5 separate regions of the Sus scrofa genome follow, and all the other regions are linked to region 5. A link is a contact called in public Hi-C, HiChIP or PLAC-seq and promoter capture Hi-C data. All regions are on one chromosome and are shown on one strand. Each heading gives the region's core, a stretch centred on a gene start, on an enhancer-like site or on the middle of the called end of the contact. The rest is flanking DNA. Distances are from core to core; before and after follow the strand shown.

The links. Promoter capture Hi-C pulls out the DNA fragments that hold promoters and counts their contacts. A called contact is a pair of places that touch in the nucleus more often than the background predicts. HiChIP or PLAC-seq counts read pairs in DNA pulled down with a chosen protein or histone mark.
Region 1: a contact with region 5 is called in a Hi-C map of embryonic fibroblasts, with 2.3 times the contacts expected there. The contact joins the promoter of SUMO2 here to the promoter of TSEN54 in region 5. A contact is called at or near these places in 2 of 5 promoter capture datasets (fetal liver and liver), 4 of 47 Hi-C or Micro-C datasets (alveolar macrophages, embryonic fibroblasts, liver and 1 more) and 1 of 2 datasets of contacts at active chromatin or transcription factors (alveolar macrophages).
Region 2: a contact with region 5 is called in an H3K27ac HiChIP or PLAC-seq map of alveolar macrophages. The contact joins the promoter of JPT1 here to the promoter of TSEN54 in region 5.
Region 3: a promoter capture Hi-C map of liver shows a contact between it and region 5, with 5 times the contacts expected there. The contact joins the promoter of LOC110255970 here to the promoter of TSEN54 in region 5. A contact is called at or near these places in 1 of 5 promoter capture datasets (liver) and 1 of 47 Hi-C or Micro-C datasets (embryonic fibroblasts).
Region 4: a Hi-C map of skeletal muscle shows a contact between it and region 5, with 3 times the contacts expected there. The contact joins the promoter of ARMC7 here to the promoter of TSEN54 in region 5. A contact is called at or near these places in 1 of 5 promoter capture datasets (liver), 11 of 47 Hi-C or Micro-C datasets (alveolar macrophages, embryonic fibroblasts, epiblast stem cells and 8 more) and 2 of 2 datasets of contacts at active chromatin or transcription factors (alveolar macrophages and skeletal muscle).

The regions. Positions count from the first base shown.
Region 1 is chr12:6,115,317-6,118,016 of Sscrofa11.1, forward strand. SUMO2 (small ubiquitin-like modifier 2) reads left to right here and starts at 1,378. Exons shown (of 4, transcript NM_213984.1): 1 at 1,378-1,484. The coding sequence starts at 1,464.
Region 2 is chr12:6,138,225-6,140,924 of Sscrofa11.1, forward strand. JPT1 (Jupiter microtubule associated homolog 1) reads left to right here and starts at 1,289. Exons shown (of 5, transcript NM_001048069.1): 1 at 1,289-1,373. The coding sequence starts at 1,318.
Region 3 is chr12:6,224,877-6,227,657 of Sscrofa11.1, forward strand. It overlaps LOC110255970 (tripartite motif-containing protein 47-like), which reads right to left and starts at 1,516. Exons shown (of 4, transcript XM_021066665.1): 1 at 1,411-1,516. The coding sequence starts at 1,435. It overlaps KCTD2 (BTB/POZ domain-containing protein KCTD2), which reads right to left. Exons shown (of 6, transcript XM_021066666.1): 6 at 1,504-2,781.
Region 4 is chr12:6,181,734-6,184,433 of Sscrofa11.1, forward strand. ARMC7 (armadillo repeat containing 7) reads right to left here and starts at 1,349. Exons shown (of 3, transcript NM_001243806.1): 1 at 952-1,349; 2 at 715-858. The coding sequence starts at 1,042.
Region 5 is chr12:5,854,429-5,857,146 of Sscrofa11.1, forward strand. It overlaps TSEN54 (tRNA-splicing endonuclease subunit Sen54), which reads right to left and starts at 1,363. Exons shown (of 12, transcript XM_021066651.1): 1 at 1,275-1,363; 2 at 533-1,155; 3 at 32-196. CASKIN2 (caskin-2) reads left to right here and starts at 1,446. Exons shown (of 20, transcript XM_021066645.1): 1 at 1,446-1,672.

The sequences.
Region 1 (2,700 bases), core at 128-2,627, 260 kb after region 5:
AAGGAGTGATGAACTGGGATGCATCCTGGATTCAGCAAAGAAGTCTGTGGTGACCTTGCAGAAGGTTTTTGTGGAGCCAGATTGCAGTGGATTGAGGAGTGAGTGGGAGGTGAGGGGGGGGGAGACAGCTGGAGTGGACATTTTTCAAGATGTTTGGCCAAGAATGGAGAGAGATATGGCGATAACTTCAGAAGGAACTAGAATTGACAGTCTTTTTCTTTTCTTTTTTTTGGTCCTTTTTTTTTTTTTTTTTTTTTAAGGGCTGCACCGGTGGCATATGGAGGTTTCCAGGCCAGGGGTCGAATGGGAGCTACAGCCGCCAGCCTACACCACAGCCACAGCAACTCCAGATCCGAGCCCCATCTTCGACCTACACCACAGCTCGTGGCAACACCCACAGAGCAAGGCCAGGGATCAAACCTGTGTCCACATGGATGCTAGTCGGGTTTGTTTCTGCCGAGCGAAGATGGGAATTCTCTGAGTCTTTTTCTATTCTAATGTAGGAGTGGAAGAAAATACAAGAGAAAGGAAATAATCGAACTTCTGAGAGGAGCAGGAGAGATCCAAGGCACAAATGTCAGGATTGTTCCTAGGACAGGAAGGACCTACTTCCATTTCTGAGCCAGATGGATGGAGGAAACGATGGCCTGGTTTGGAACCTTGGTAATGGGTACCTCTCTCTCCGGATTCTGTGGCCTCTTGGAGGTTGGAAGCCAGGCTATGCGTAAGGAGTCTGTAGGAGGAACCTTTCCCCTCAGCTAGTCTAAGTATAAGGTTTCCAGCACGACGGAAGTAGTCACGGCCCTAAGGCAAGAGCCCGGTGGGAAGCGGGTTGAGGCTGAGGATTTAAGATTCGAGGGATGAGAGGCTGGCTGGAAGTGGGATGTCCCTCTGACCCTGAGGAAAACTGCATCTGGGCCACCGATTGAGAGGGTTTTTTTTTCCCAGAACTTCATGCTGGGCTCTGATTTAGGCTCCCCTTTCCTCGTCTAGGCAGCCTGCCTTCCCCGGCTTGTGCCTCACGTCTAGGCCTCAAGCCTCCTCGTCCCCACCGAGGACCAGCTGGAAGCCATTTTGATTAAGCTCCACCACAGGAGGAGGACAATACAGCCCCGCCCAGAGCCAGGCGCGCCCCCGCGGCGGGCCGGGTGCGCGTGTCCGCGCCTCTTCCCGCCGGCCTGGCGGGCGCCGGGCTCAGGCCAGGGCGGCGCGGGGCGGGGGGTGGGGGTGGTTATGTAAGCGTTGCGCGCTCCCGCGAGGCGGCAACCAATGAGAAGCTGCGGAGGCTCGTGCTCGCGCACGCAGGGTGGGGGGAGGGAGCGCACGACGTGCGCGCGCCCTCTCCCTCCTCCACCGCTGCCGCCTCCTTCTTCTGCCGCTCCTGGTGCTGCTTGTGTGCTCGTTCGGTGCGGACCTGGTACCTCTTTTGTGAAGCGGCAGCTGAGGAGACTCCGGCGCTCGCCATGGCCGACGAAAAGCCCAAGGTGAGCTCGGCGCCGGCCTCCTCGCCTCGCCGCGCGGCCGGGGTCACGGTGCGGGCCGGGGTCCGGCCCGAGCCCGCCGCGGGCTCCCCGCGCCTTCCCGGGCCCCCCACGGGGCGGCCGCGGCTCAGGCCCCGGCGCTCCGCGCCATTTTCCTCCCTCCCCTCTTCCTCCCTCCCGCGCCGGAGGAGGCCCCGCCGCCCTCCCCCGCCCCCGGCCGCCTCGGAGTGCGCGCCGGGCGCGAGTTGGGCGGGCAAATCGCGGACGCCCGCGGGCCCACCGGCCGCGAGCGGGGCTTCTCGGGCCCGGCCGGGCGGGCGCGCGTGACGAGGGGCGTTAGGGCGCGCGGTGTCCCCACCCTCCGCGGACCCTGCGCCGGGCCGCGGCGGGTGTTGCCGCCTCGGTGGTGGCGGGGAGTTCCCTCCGCCCCGGGCTTCCCCCCTCAGGGGTCGGGGCCGCGGGCATCTGGGGACCCCTGCCCCGGGCCGCCCTGGCCGGGTGAAGGCTCGGGGCGAATCAATGAGCAGCCGATGGGTTGGAAGCCGGATGCCCGTCTGGCCGTCGTGAGGGGCCGGGGATTGGGGATTCCCGGGGAGTATTTCCCACTTTTTTGGTGAGGCTGGGCAGGGGCTTTTCCTTGGGTCCTAGATAACCCCTAAGCTGCCGAGACCATGTGGTTTTGAGAAGTTGGAGGCAGATGTACGAGCAGAGAGACTTTGTAGGGCTTAACTTTTTAAACGCGGGTTTTGAGGCGCTGGGAGGCTTCTCCCTGGAGGACTAGGGCACACACTTCTTCCTGGCACACGGGCTACTTTCTTTGAGTTTGTTTTGTGACACCGCCTCCCTTCTGAAGAGATTTAAGGGCAACAGAGTTCCTTCTATACTTGATTTTGGTAAACTTCAGATTGGGTCGAAATCTACAAGGAAGACTTGCAATATAACAGCATTTGACTCATGACAACAAAGGGGAGGGGAGAATAAGCTCCCAACTAAAAATAAACAAAAATGAAGCTGCTCGTAGAGGCGAACAATAATAGTGGTTCTGAGTTATTACCGTTGCTTCGAAGAGAATCAAAGGATATTCTTCAATTAAGGTGGTTTTTTTTTTAAATCTACTTTGAGGTTTGTTATTAAACTGAATTTGGTAACTTTTTAACAGAGTCGTCTTAGAGTTTTGAATTGCAAGCTCTAGATTTTTTTCTTGCATTCTGTACTCTTA
Region 2 (2,700 bases), core at 39-2,538, 280 kb after region 5:
GAGGAACTCCCAATAATGATATGATTTTTGAGCCGGGGATGCATGCTGGGTTGGCCTGAAGAGGTTTGTTTTGTTTGTTTGTTTTAAGGTTTTGGAAATTTAGGCTTAGCCTTTAACAAGGGGGAGACTTTAATCCAAACAAGTGTGTGCTTCAAGCTTTTGTGGTAAGCCCTTAAAGACATGATCCTGCCTTATAGAAGAGAAGAACTTGTCTTTGGCTTTTCATGAACGTCTAGGAGGCGGCCACACAAAAAGGAATGTAGTTCACTTATGGAAATACTGAAATAGAGATCTGCCTTGAGTAATCGGCATGACGGGGAAGGCCTACCCCCTTGTTTGCCCAAGACTTTCCTATTATGATCTTGTAAACAGTCATTCCTGAACCCTCCAAGTGTGTCTGCATTTGTTGCAGGGATAGATTTAGCCAGACAGGTGGAAGAGTCATGACTTAAGGGTTATAAACAGCTGCAGAGGCCTGGGGTGCTTCCATAGTCTTAGCAGTAAGGGATGTGGCCATTCCCCAAAGCCGGGCGTTAACCAGACTTATTAAGCACAGGTCCTCAGATCGGAACGACTGTAATTTTGGTCTAGTGTATGCACCACCCATTACAGCTAAAGAGTAACAGTAAAATGTAAAGAATTTCCAATCGTTTTAGAAGGGATCATCTTCGCGTGCTTTCTGTTGCTGACTCATAGTGCTGCTGCTTTGGGACTGTCAGGTTTCCAAACAGGACACTTAGTAGGTATTCAGTTGTATACATGTCAATGTGTAGCAGTAATTTTCATCCCTTGGGGAGCATGACCTTGCTACCCACCTTGAGAAAGGCAAATAAATGAAAGATAAATTTGCCCTCGGCTTGCGGATTTCAACTCGCACACAGCGAGCTTTTCGCTTTATCAGGTAACTTTTTTAAGTGACAGGGAGCACAACTTGTACCGTGCGCGGGGCAGGTTTGTCCTTTATCCAATCATCACCGAGATTTGGGGGTGGGGGAGGGGAAACGTCCCTAGCTCTTCTCTGGCCAGGAAGGAGGCGGGTTTAGGCTGAGCAGGAGCAGCCTCGGCCTGTCGGGACGCCGCAGGGTGTTTGGCACTCCCAGGGACCAATGGAAGCTTACAGGTCCATTTGAATCGGCCAATGATGTCGGGGCAGGGGCGGGGCTTGGAGGCCCTATAAAGGCGGCGACCCAGCGGGCTGTCGGTGGCGGAGGTTCCTGCAGCGGTTGCCGGCTTTGGGCTGGGGAGCTACCCTACGCTCCTCAGACCTGACCCTTTCGGCGTTCTGCTCTCTCGCTCGCTACCTCGCTCCTTGGCGCCATGACCACCACCACCACCTTCAAGGGCGTCGACCCCAACAGCAGGAATAGCTCCCGGTGAGGCGGCGGGGCTCATTGGGCTGGAGGGCCGCTGCCCAAGGGGGCCGGGCGGGTCTGGCGGCCGGTCGTTGGCTGTAACGTGCTCCAGGCGTTGCGCTCCTTCCCAGCTCGGCGGTGGGGCTCGGCTACCGGCGTCGCCTTTGTGCCTCCGGCGAGTCCAGCGCGCCGGCCCCGCCCGATTCCTGCTCCTCTCCCATTCATTCCTCCCCCGGAGCGAGGGGCTGTGAAGGGCTGGGGCCGCTCGCGCTCAGGGCGCGGAGGTTTTTTTTGCCAATACGAACGTGCCGAGAGGGTTCGCTTTTTCCTCTTTGCGGCGTGGCCTGCCTGGCCCCGGGGAGGTGGTCTTGGGCTCCGGGTGCCTGGGTAGCTCGCGGGGCACCTCGATCCGTGCCCATTGTCCCATTCCTGGCCACGCGCTCGTGACTCTGGCCCAGGGCAGGTGGCGGCCCTGCGCCCGGCGTGATGGTCAGATCCGCAGCCGCAGTGATCGGGTCTGTCGAGCTCCTACCCACTCGGGTCCGCATGGCATGTAGCATTTGTGTTCGGGCGGGGCCGGTCATCGCGACCGCCACCCCTATTCAGGACCCAGCCGTCAGCCCTCCGCGAAGTGCCTCTCCTTTGCTAACAAAGAAAAGACCCCTGCTCCTTCCCCTCGCGCGCCCACCTCTGAACGGGAGGGGGAGCGAGTCGCTCCGAGTGGGTTTTCTGCGCTCAAACCTTCGGACCTCGGTCTTTGCATCCCACCTCTTTGCCTTCCCCGTTTGACGTTTGCCAAATGAGTTCATCTCTGGCCCTGGTTTGCTTGCAGGAAGAGGTTTTCTGTTCTTGGGCGGGGCCGGAGACATCCATTGTCTCTTCCGTACTATCTCCACCTGCGTATCCGGGGCCTTTCTGGTCACTCTTGCCACTGCATTTGTCGAAGAGGGCCCTGGGCACGGTGTTTGAACTGGGACCCTTTTCCAAGCCCTTGCCTAACTTGGCGGAAGGGTTTGGATGCGGTGGGGAATGTCCACATTGTCTTGGCTAATTGCATGCACGCTGTTTTTTAAGGTGGGATAAAGGCATCTCTGGGATCCTGCTCAAGGCATGGAGGAAGCTTAGATTCCACTTTTTCTGAGCATCTCTTTATTGATCATGACTCGCAGTCATGTGTGGCCAGCTTTGGGGTCCTGGGCAGGTGGCACAAAGGGAGCCATTTTGTGGGGCTAAGAAGACAGCCGTGAAATAGCAGTGTCTCCCAGGAGTTGGACAGCTTGGGGACAAAAAGCAGGCTCTGCAGTGAGTCTTAGGAAGGAGAGTTAGAAATGACATCCCTTTTCAACTC
Region 3 (2,781 bases), core at 266-2,765, 370 kb after region 5:
CGACCGTGACCATGTGGCCTGAGCTGCCCATCACGAACTGGATGTCCCCCCACCACGCCAAGCTGAAGAGTAACTAGCATGGCTGAGAAACAGGTGTGACCGTCTCTCAGACCTGGGACAATGACTGTCTGCCCAGTGTCTTATGCTGGAACGAGGGTAAGAACATCTTTGTGTAGAGTAGTTGCATCTTGCTACATGGAGACGAAATTCTTCTCGTCATTGTATGAAGTTCCTATACAGAAGCGTATTTATGGATGCTGAGCAGCCATGGAGGTGGCGGAGCTGGTTATTGCTATAACCTCTCAGCCCCACCCCAGCCAGACTGCCCCGTGCTGCTGGGGCTTGGAAGCTGTTGTAGGGAACACGAGAGGGAAACCGCAAGGCCAGAGGGAAAAAGGAGACCTGCCCCTTCCTGTGATCAGAGAAACCTCAGCAGTATAGCTGGCAGCAGTAGCTGGTTCCAGCGGTGTGGTTCATTTGCAGCTTTCCACACTTCCAGAACCAGCCTCACTGCACCCTGAGACGGCAGCCTCTCTGCACAGGGACCCTCCTCTGAGCTTCCACCTTTTTTTTTTTTTTTTTTTTTTGTCTTTTTAGGGCCGAGCCCACAGCATATGATGGTTCCCAGGCTAGGAGTCTAAATGGAGCTGTAGCCATCGGCCTACGCCACAGCCACAGTGACATGGGATCTCAGCCGCATCTGCAACCCACACCACAGCTCATGGTAACACTGCATCCTTAATCCACTGAGCAAGGCCAGGGATCGAACCCGTGTCCTCATGGAAACTAGTCAGAATCGTTTCTGCTGAGCCATGAAGGGAACCCCTCCACCTTTAGTGACGCCAACCTCTTCCCTTTGCTCCCCAGTCTTGGTAGCAAGAACTATGTCCTAGGACCACATCTGTGACACTTGTGTCCCCTGGGCCCGCTCCTTTCTACACTGCCTGTTCACAAGTGCTGTGCTCTCCCTTTGGAGCCACATACCTTGCTCGCCACCTTTGGGGGTACAGCCAGCTCCCCAGCTGGAAGCACCTGCAGCAGGGATGACCTAACGCCTTCTGTGGGTCCTATACCTGTCTGGTGCCTCAGTGATCCATACCGAAGTCATTGGTTACTTGATCATCACATTTCCTACTCATCCTCTTCCTTGCAGAGAACATTTCCTCCCAGAAGACTTTTTTCCCTTAAAAACCATCTCAAACTCCTCCCATCCCTTTCGGGCTCTGGGCTCTGCAGTGGGAGGCCCATCTGTCCCCACCTTCTGGTTCTCGGCACTCTCTGGGTCCTTTCAGATTCGGTGAAGTGAAAGCCAGGAGGAAGAGGGCCCCGCACCCCCTCAGGCAGTGTTAGCAGCAGGAGAGAGGAGGACTGTGTAAGACGCCCTGCTGGAAGGGGTGCAGTGACACTCACCTGCTGAGAACAGCTTGAGAATCATCGACAGTAAGGGCCAGGAGACACCAAGGAGACTGCAGTCGTGGAAAACATACACCAAAGGTTTCAAGATGCAGAAGTTTGTTTTATGTCTTTATTGACAGGAGGAAAGAAAAAGGGTCACAGCATTTTAGACTTTATTCAAACACACACATGGTAACAAAGGGCACCCACAAGTGACAGGCATGGTCCCAAAGGTCGGGATCAAAGGCCATGCTGGAGGGTGTGGGTGAGGCTACTGCTCAGCAGCGCTGCCCCTTCCTCCTCTACACTCCCCGACGCCCCTGAGATCAGCTGAAACTGCAGAAACAAAGTCGCCCTAGAGGAGGCTGGACCCTGCCTCACTGCCAGCAAAGAAGAGCAGGTTCTGAGGAAAAGACGGAAGCGTGCTACTGTGTCATCACTCAGGAGGTGCCAGGCTGCTCCCTGGGCCTGGCCTCCGACCTGGGCAGAGGAGGAGGAGCAGTGACACTCCCCTTGTGGCAGGACTGGGCGACCGGAGAGTGTGGGTCCCTGGTCACATGACACCCCCAAGCTGCCGGTCAGACCTCTCCGTGGAGGTATCGGCCGGCCTCTCCTGGAGGGAGAAGGCTTTCAAGAAGAGACACCAACTTGGCTCATCAAGGGCGTGGATAAGATACTTTTCCAGAAACCTTAAGAAAAGAATCACCTTCCAATTCCCTGGGGCGCTGAAGGAGGCCGGGAGGAGGGAGCTTGGTCAAAGCCAGCATCTAGTTTCTCAGCACGCTTATTAGCAAGGGGCTCAGCAGTCTTTGCCCAGGATCCACCGTGGGCCTGAGAAGCTCGAGGAAAGTAACTACGCATCATGTAGCCTGGATCACAGCTGCCCCGCAGCCCTCTGCGCTCCTCGCTGGCTTGGGACCAGAGGCTGATTATCAACAAGTCCCAGGAAAGCAAACCTGATGGGGCCCGAGGCCCCAGGTGACATGGCTTCCCTTCTTCGCAGGCGGGTGTTACTTATTCAAAGTGGCCAAAGGACATCTGGCTTCTCATCCTCTGTCCTCCTCGGTCAGAGCAGCTTTTCCTTGACACACTCAAATCTTTTTTCTTCTTGAAAGATGACAGGATGGAGGCCTGCAATCTTTCTGATGGGACGCAGGTCAAGTTCCTCTAACATCTTATAGCTGTAAACATCCTGGGCAAGGGCCGGACTGCTGAGGTGCCCACAAGCACGTTCAGGCTGGTGTGTAGACACGGCGTGTCGTCAGCACACACCCTGGGCACACTCTTCTACCCTACTCTTCACGGGAGGTGAGGGCAACGTGAGAATCCCGGAGAAGTTATGCCATCTGGGCAGGAGGATGGTATAGGCTCAAAAGACATTTGGCA
Region 4 (2,700 bases), core at 99-2,598, 330 kb after region 5:
CGTCTGTCCTCAGAATCAACAAACTCTTTCCTACCACCTAGCTCTGAGTCAGGAGCTGCCTCGAGCTCTTGGACCTCATTTGGTACCTCTCTCAGCTTCATTCACCACAGTCCCACCACATCAGCCTTTCCTTCTGCCTCCTCCCGCTTAAGGGTCTGGGCCCATGCTGTGCCTCTGCCGAGACCGCCTTCCCACGATGGCCAAAACAAAAGGAGTGTCTACCTCCCCTTGCTCCACCTCATCAGCCTGTTTATTTTCTTCAGAGCCTCAGCTTTTGTTCAAACACCTGTCTCCCTCTACCAGAGTGTAAATTCCTCGAGGGCAAAGACCTTTTCCCCAACCTGCTTGCCATCTTCCCAGCATTTAGAACAATACCTTAATCACACAGTACATGCCCCATAATACCTGTCCAGCGAATAGTTCGATAGGTCCTAGGCATAAGCCATTCCAAGTCACCTCTACTTCTCTGGATATTAAAACATGAAGATAAAGCTGTTTAAAAAGAGCACTCCACTCCCCCCTCCCGACCGCACCGGCCTTCAATCCATTTCCTCATTTATGCACACACCTGTAAGCAAGCAGCGCAGACAGGCACGCAGAATGAGTGCTTCGCAGCTGAGGGACTGCTTAAGATTCCTTTCTCCCAAACTCACTTCTAACTCACTGACCTCATTAAAGCCCATCAGGCATCTAGGAGTTGCACCCCATCCTTACCAATAGCAAACTCCACCAGGGTTTCATTCTCTTCCGACAGTGAATCGAGGAATAAATCCAGGACCTGCAGCTGCCGCAGATACTGGTAATTACTGGGGTCATAGGCGAAGTTAGCGAGGTTGGCCAGTACTTGCTCCTTGGCGTCTGCAGTGGAAAAGCAGCATTGGAACCAGGTCTGGGGCGGCGGCGGTGGCCGGACCCCTGCCCCCGCCCTGCTCCCCCCGCCGCCGCTCTCACCTTGGCTCTCTGTCTCCTGGAATTCCGTGACCAGCGCCTGAAGATATCCTAGCCGGCCGACGTGAGGGTCTACCTTCGGCTTCTGGGCCATGGTCGGGCGGCGGAGGGCCCCCGAGGGAACGGCAGGTGTGTGGAAGGTGAGGCCGGAAAGCGGGGCGAGAATCTTACCCGGGTCTCCACCGGCCCGGGGAGGGGAGGACTGGGGCGGGAAACGGGCTCCTCTCCTGGCTTTAGGCTCTGCGGTAATTTGCAGCTGAAACTGGGGTGTGGGAAATGGGATGGGGATTCAGGACTCCGTAAGAGTTAGGAGTGGAAAATCTAAGGACGGGCGCAGGAGACAAGCACACAACCGCCCGCTGTGGAAGAGAGGAGCAGGAGCAGCGCCCGGCAGAGCTCGGTTTTCTTCCAGGTTCCGGATTTCCGGGAGAAGCCGCGCCTAGTCCCGCCCCTGGGCGGAAGGGGCGGGTCGAAGGGGGCGAGGGGCGGGGCCCTCGCAGAGCTTAGAGGGCTTGCGCGGAACGCTTGCTGCTTCTCAGCTCCAGATGAGGGCGATCCGCCTGGCTGGCGATCCGCCTGGCCGGCGATCCTGGAAGGTTGTGGAAGCACTGAGGAGCGCGGCCAGAGCCTTTAAGAGCTTAGAGGTGGCGGGGGTGTAGGGACACCCACGGGAGAACTGTCGAGGCAGAAGCACTTCCAGATACTTCTGCACTTGAGGGGGGCGCAGCCCAGCCTTCTGGAGCAAGGGACGCTCCTCTGGAACTCGGGTGTCTGTCCTCTGCAACTCTGGCTCCCAGTGTCCTCCATGTAGGTCCTTTAACACTACCTTGTGGCCGGCTTTTCCTGGCACCCTCTGCTTCCCAAACTCGTGCTAAGTCTGCCACCTCTGGCCAGAAACCTCAGGAACTGGGTAATGTCCTAAGGCATTTTGTCAGCCAAGTGGACGGGGAGCACCAGGGGCAGCACCATCAGGCCCTAGAAGGAGCCTCAGTGCACCGCTCTGGCGGCTTTCTGGGTTGTGGAGCCAGACAGACCTCACAGGCGCAGAGGACAGAGCACCAGGGAGGAAGGTGGCTTCTCGCACTCTAGTCATGCTTGAAAATGGGTGGATAAAAGAGGCTTGGGCTGTGCGCTATTTTGTTTTGCTTTTAAGAAAAAATTTCTTTTTGCGTTTATTTGCTTTTTTTTAATTTTAGGGCCGCACCCGAGGCATATGGAGTTTCCCAGGCTAGGGGTCCAATCAGGGCTACAGCTGCCAGCCTACACCACAGCCCCAGCAAAGCAGGATCTGAGCTGCATCTGCAACCTACACCACAGCTCTCTGCAACGCCAGATCCTTAACCCACTGAGCAAGGGCAGGGATGGAACCTGAAACCTCATAGTTCCTAGTTGGATTCATTTCTGCTGCGCCATGAGGGGAACTCCCAAGCTGGCTTTTTTTTTTTTTTTTTTGGATGGAACCTGCACCACAGCAGCAACCCAAGCCATGACAACACTGGGTCATTAACTAGCTGAGCCACTAGGGAACTCTTCTGTGAGCTTCCTGAGGGCAAGGGCCATGGGCCTTTGGCCCTGGGCCTGGCATGAGGGCAGAGTGGCTGCCATACTCCAGCCTGCCACAGCCCCACTGGGAGCCCCTCTGTGGTCTCAGGTCCTTGTGATAAGCCCCTGCCCTATGCACACACCCCAGGCCAAGAGTTTTGACCGTAGTCTGGATGCTTGGGCCCCCGCTCCTTCTTGAAGGGTGGTGGT
Region 5 (2,718 bases), core at 113-2,612:
CTCCGCCCCCGGCCCGGCCCGCCCCCCTCACAGGCGCTCCACGCGCTCCTCCGCCAGCAGCTGCCAGAGCTCCTCGCGGCACAAGCGCAGCCGCTCAGCCTGGGCCGCCGAGCCGTCGGGAAGGAAGTCCTTGGGGCCATGCGAGCGCTGGGGCAGCTTCTGGGGCCGCGAGCGGGCGGCGAAGAGCTCCGGCACACTGGGGAAAGCAAGAAGGGACGCGGGGTTAGCGCCACGCAGTCGGGACCGCTCGGCCCTGGCCGGGATCCCCGTCCTGGGTGCCCATCTCCTTCCCTGCGCCCACCCTGCGGTCCCGGCGCCTCCCCCGGGCCGGGCCGCGCCGCGCCGCACCTGAGCACGCGCCCGGGAGGAACCTCCACCTCGGCGGACCCAGGTTCGGGCTCCATCGGGCCGCCGTCTGCAGCTGCGCGCGCGCGCGCGCGCGCCGCCCATGCCCCGCCCACCGCCGGAACTCCGCGCGGCCCTAGCGCCCGCCAATCCGACCTCTGCTCCTCCGCGCTCCAGATCAACCCACCTGCTTTCCACCTTCCTGGTGTCCTGGGTCCTAGCGCCTGCCAACAGACATGGGGCTCGATTCCGGAGGCGGAGAGCTTGCAGGTTTCTGGATTTGTTAGGACCATCTCTCCGATCCCCAGCCCTCCTCTGGGCTCCTCTCTAGTAAAACTTGCGGAGCCTGACGTTTGAAAGTGTGCTATGAAGAGTCAAATTCATGATCTTCCCCTCCGCAGCCCTGAGCTGCTTAGTCCCCATCACCCATTGGGACAGGGAGGGAAGAAGAGGGGTGTAGAGATGGGCGAGTGCTAGGTTCCCGAATTCCAGCTTCACAAACTGGAGGCCGCCGAGGGCTGTCAGATGCGATCTAGGGAGGTTCGGTGTTCCTTCAGGGTCTTCCGTTGGGTCTCTTCCTAAGGGCTCGGAAACTATGTTTTCAGGGCCGGGGGCGGGAGGCCGCTGTCCGACCCACGATGGTGCTGAAGCGCCACCATAGATGGTCATAGGCACCTCCTCGAAGCTGGGGTCCCCGCCGCCGCCACCACGGGCCGCTCCGACACGGGCCGCTAGGTGGCACCATTGCTCCAACCAGCGGTTGTTGGTCTGCTATTCTGGCCTCGCGGGCAGAGGTCGCCGCGGCGGTCCCTGGAGGGGCGAGGGGCAAAAGGGAAGGGGGATTTCCCAAGTGAGATTCCTGGGTCTCGGTTCCCAGACCCCTTCGCATCATGTCTTCCCTCCCGCCCGTCACAAACAGGGCACCTCACCCTTCAGTCTGAACCCTAGAGCCCCAGATCGCCCCTGCTCCAACAGCCGGGACGCAGCGTACTCTCGTCCCCACCCCCGCCGCTTCACCTGGGCGCATGCGCTGAGCGAGGCAGTGTCCAAGGTCCGGACCCGAGTGATGGGGGCGGGGCCTGGGCGGCTCGGGGCGGGGCCCCAGGCACTGACTGACAGCCCGACTGCGCGGCCGGGACGATCCCTCCGCTCCCGATCCGGCGGGAGGGAAGGGGGAGGGGCGGGATTTCCTGCGGGAGGCGCCGAGCCGGCCTTGGAAAAGGAGGAGAAGAAGGAGAAAAGGGGTAAGGGGGGCAGTGGGAGCCGCCGTCCGGAGTGCCAGGGACCGAGCGGGACCAGCCGGACCCCCAGCGGGGCGGCTGGAGAGGTGAGACGGCGGGGTCTGAGCTGGGGGTCAGCACCCTTGAGGGCGGGTACAAACTAACTTTTCCTGCGGGATCGGCGGGCGCCTACATCTGTCGGCTCCTTCTGTCCTTTTCGCGCCCCTATCCCGTCCTCCCGCATCAATCCCTCCGGCACTTGGCCCTCCCGGTCCCTCCCGCCGCTTTGTTCCCCGGTCGGCTGGAGCTGGGCTGGGTTGGGGGGGTTGCGCGGCGCTGGACTGGCATTCCGGGGGGCGGGGGAGCCAGCCCGACCCCAGGCACTGCCAGGGGCGCCCTCCCCCAATGTCGGCCTCGGGCCTTGAGCTGGAGTGCCCTCTGGGTTGGGCTTGGGACATTTTGGGAGGAAGGGCGACCCCAGCTAGGGCCCCAGGCCTGCACGGGGCTCATGCCACAGGACTTGGGCAGCAAATTCATGGCCACTGAGGAACTGACGTAAGCTTTTCTAAAGTGAAGTCGGGGCTCTGGGCCACAGATTCAGGCTTGGGGGGGGCCAGGCAGCCTCATTTACCAGCGGTGCCCCAGCTCTTATCTCTGTTCTCTGCCCAGCTGCTTCCCCATCCCGCGCAAGGGTCAGCAACAGGTGCCGGAAAGCCTCCCTGTCCTGCAGGCAGACCCTCGGCCAGAGATGGAGAGCCGTAGCTCCCACTCCACCCTCTAGATTCATGAAGAGCCCTGGGGCAAGGGCATCCAGCTATTACAGCAAAGCTTAGAGAGGGAGGGGTCTGGGGGCAGGCGCCTTCCACAGGGAGTGACCACGGGCCGGGCTGCCTGCGCCTGACCTTCTGCCAGGCCCCACCTTCTGGCCCACCAGTTGTCTGTGGGTGTCAGTGCCCGGGGCTGTGGAGAACAGGCTGCTGGCCCCGCCTACCCCAATGTGTCGTGCTGCCAGGGCCCCTCCTGCCCCAGGTTGAGGTGCTGCCAGGTGCCCTGGGGCCTCAGTGACTCAACCTCCCCCTCCCAGGACCCCTTCCCCCCACCAAGTGCTGCTCTCAGGCGTGGTGGCTCCCTCCCCTCTTTGAGTGGCTCAGCC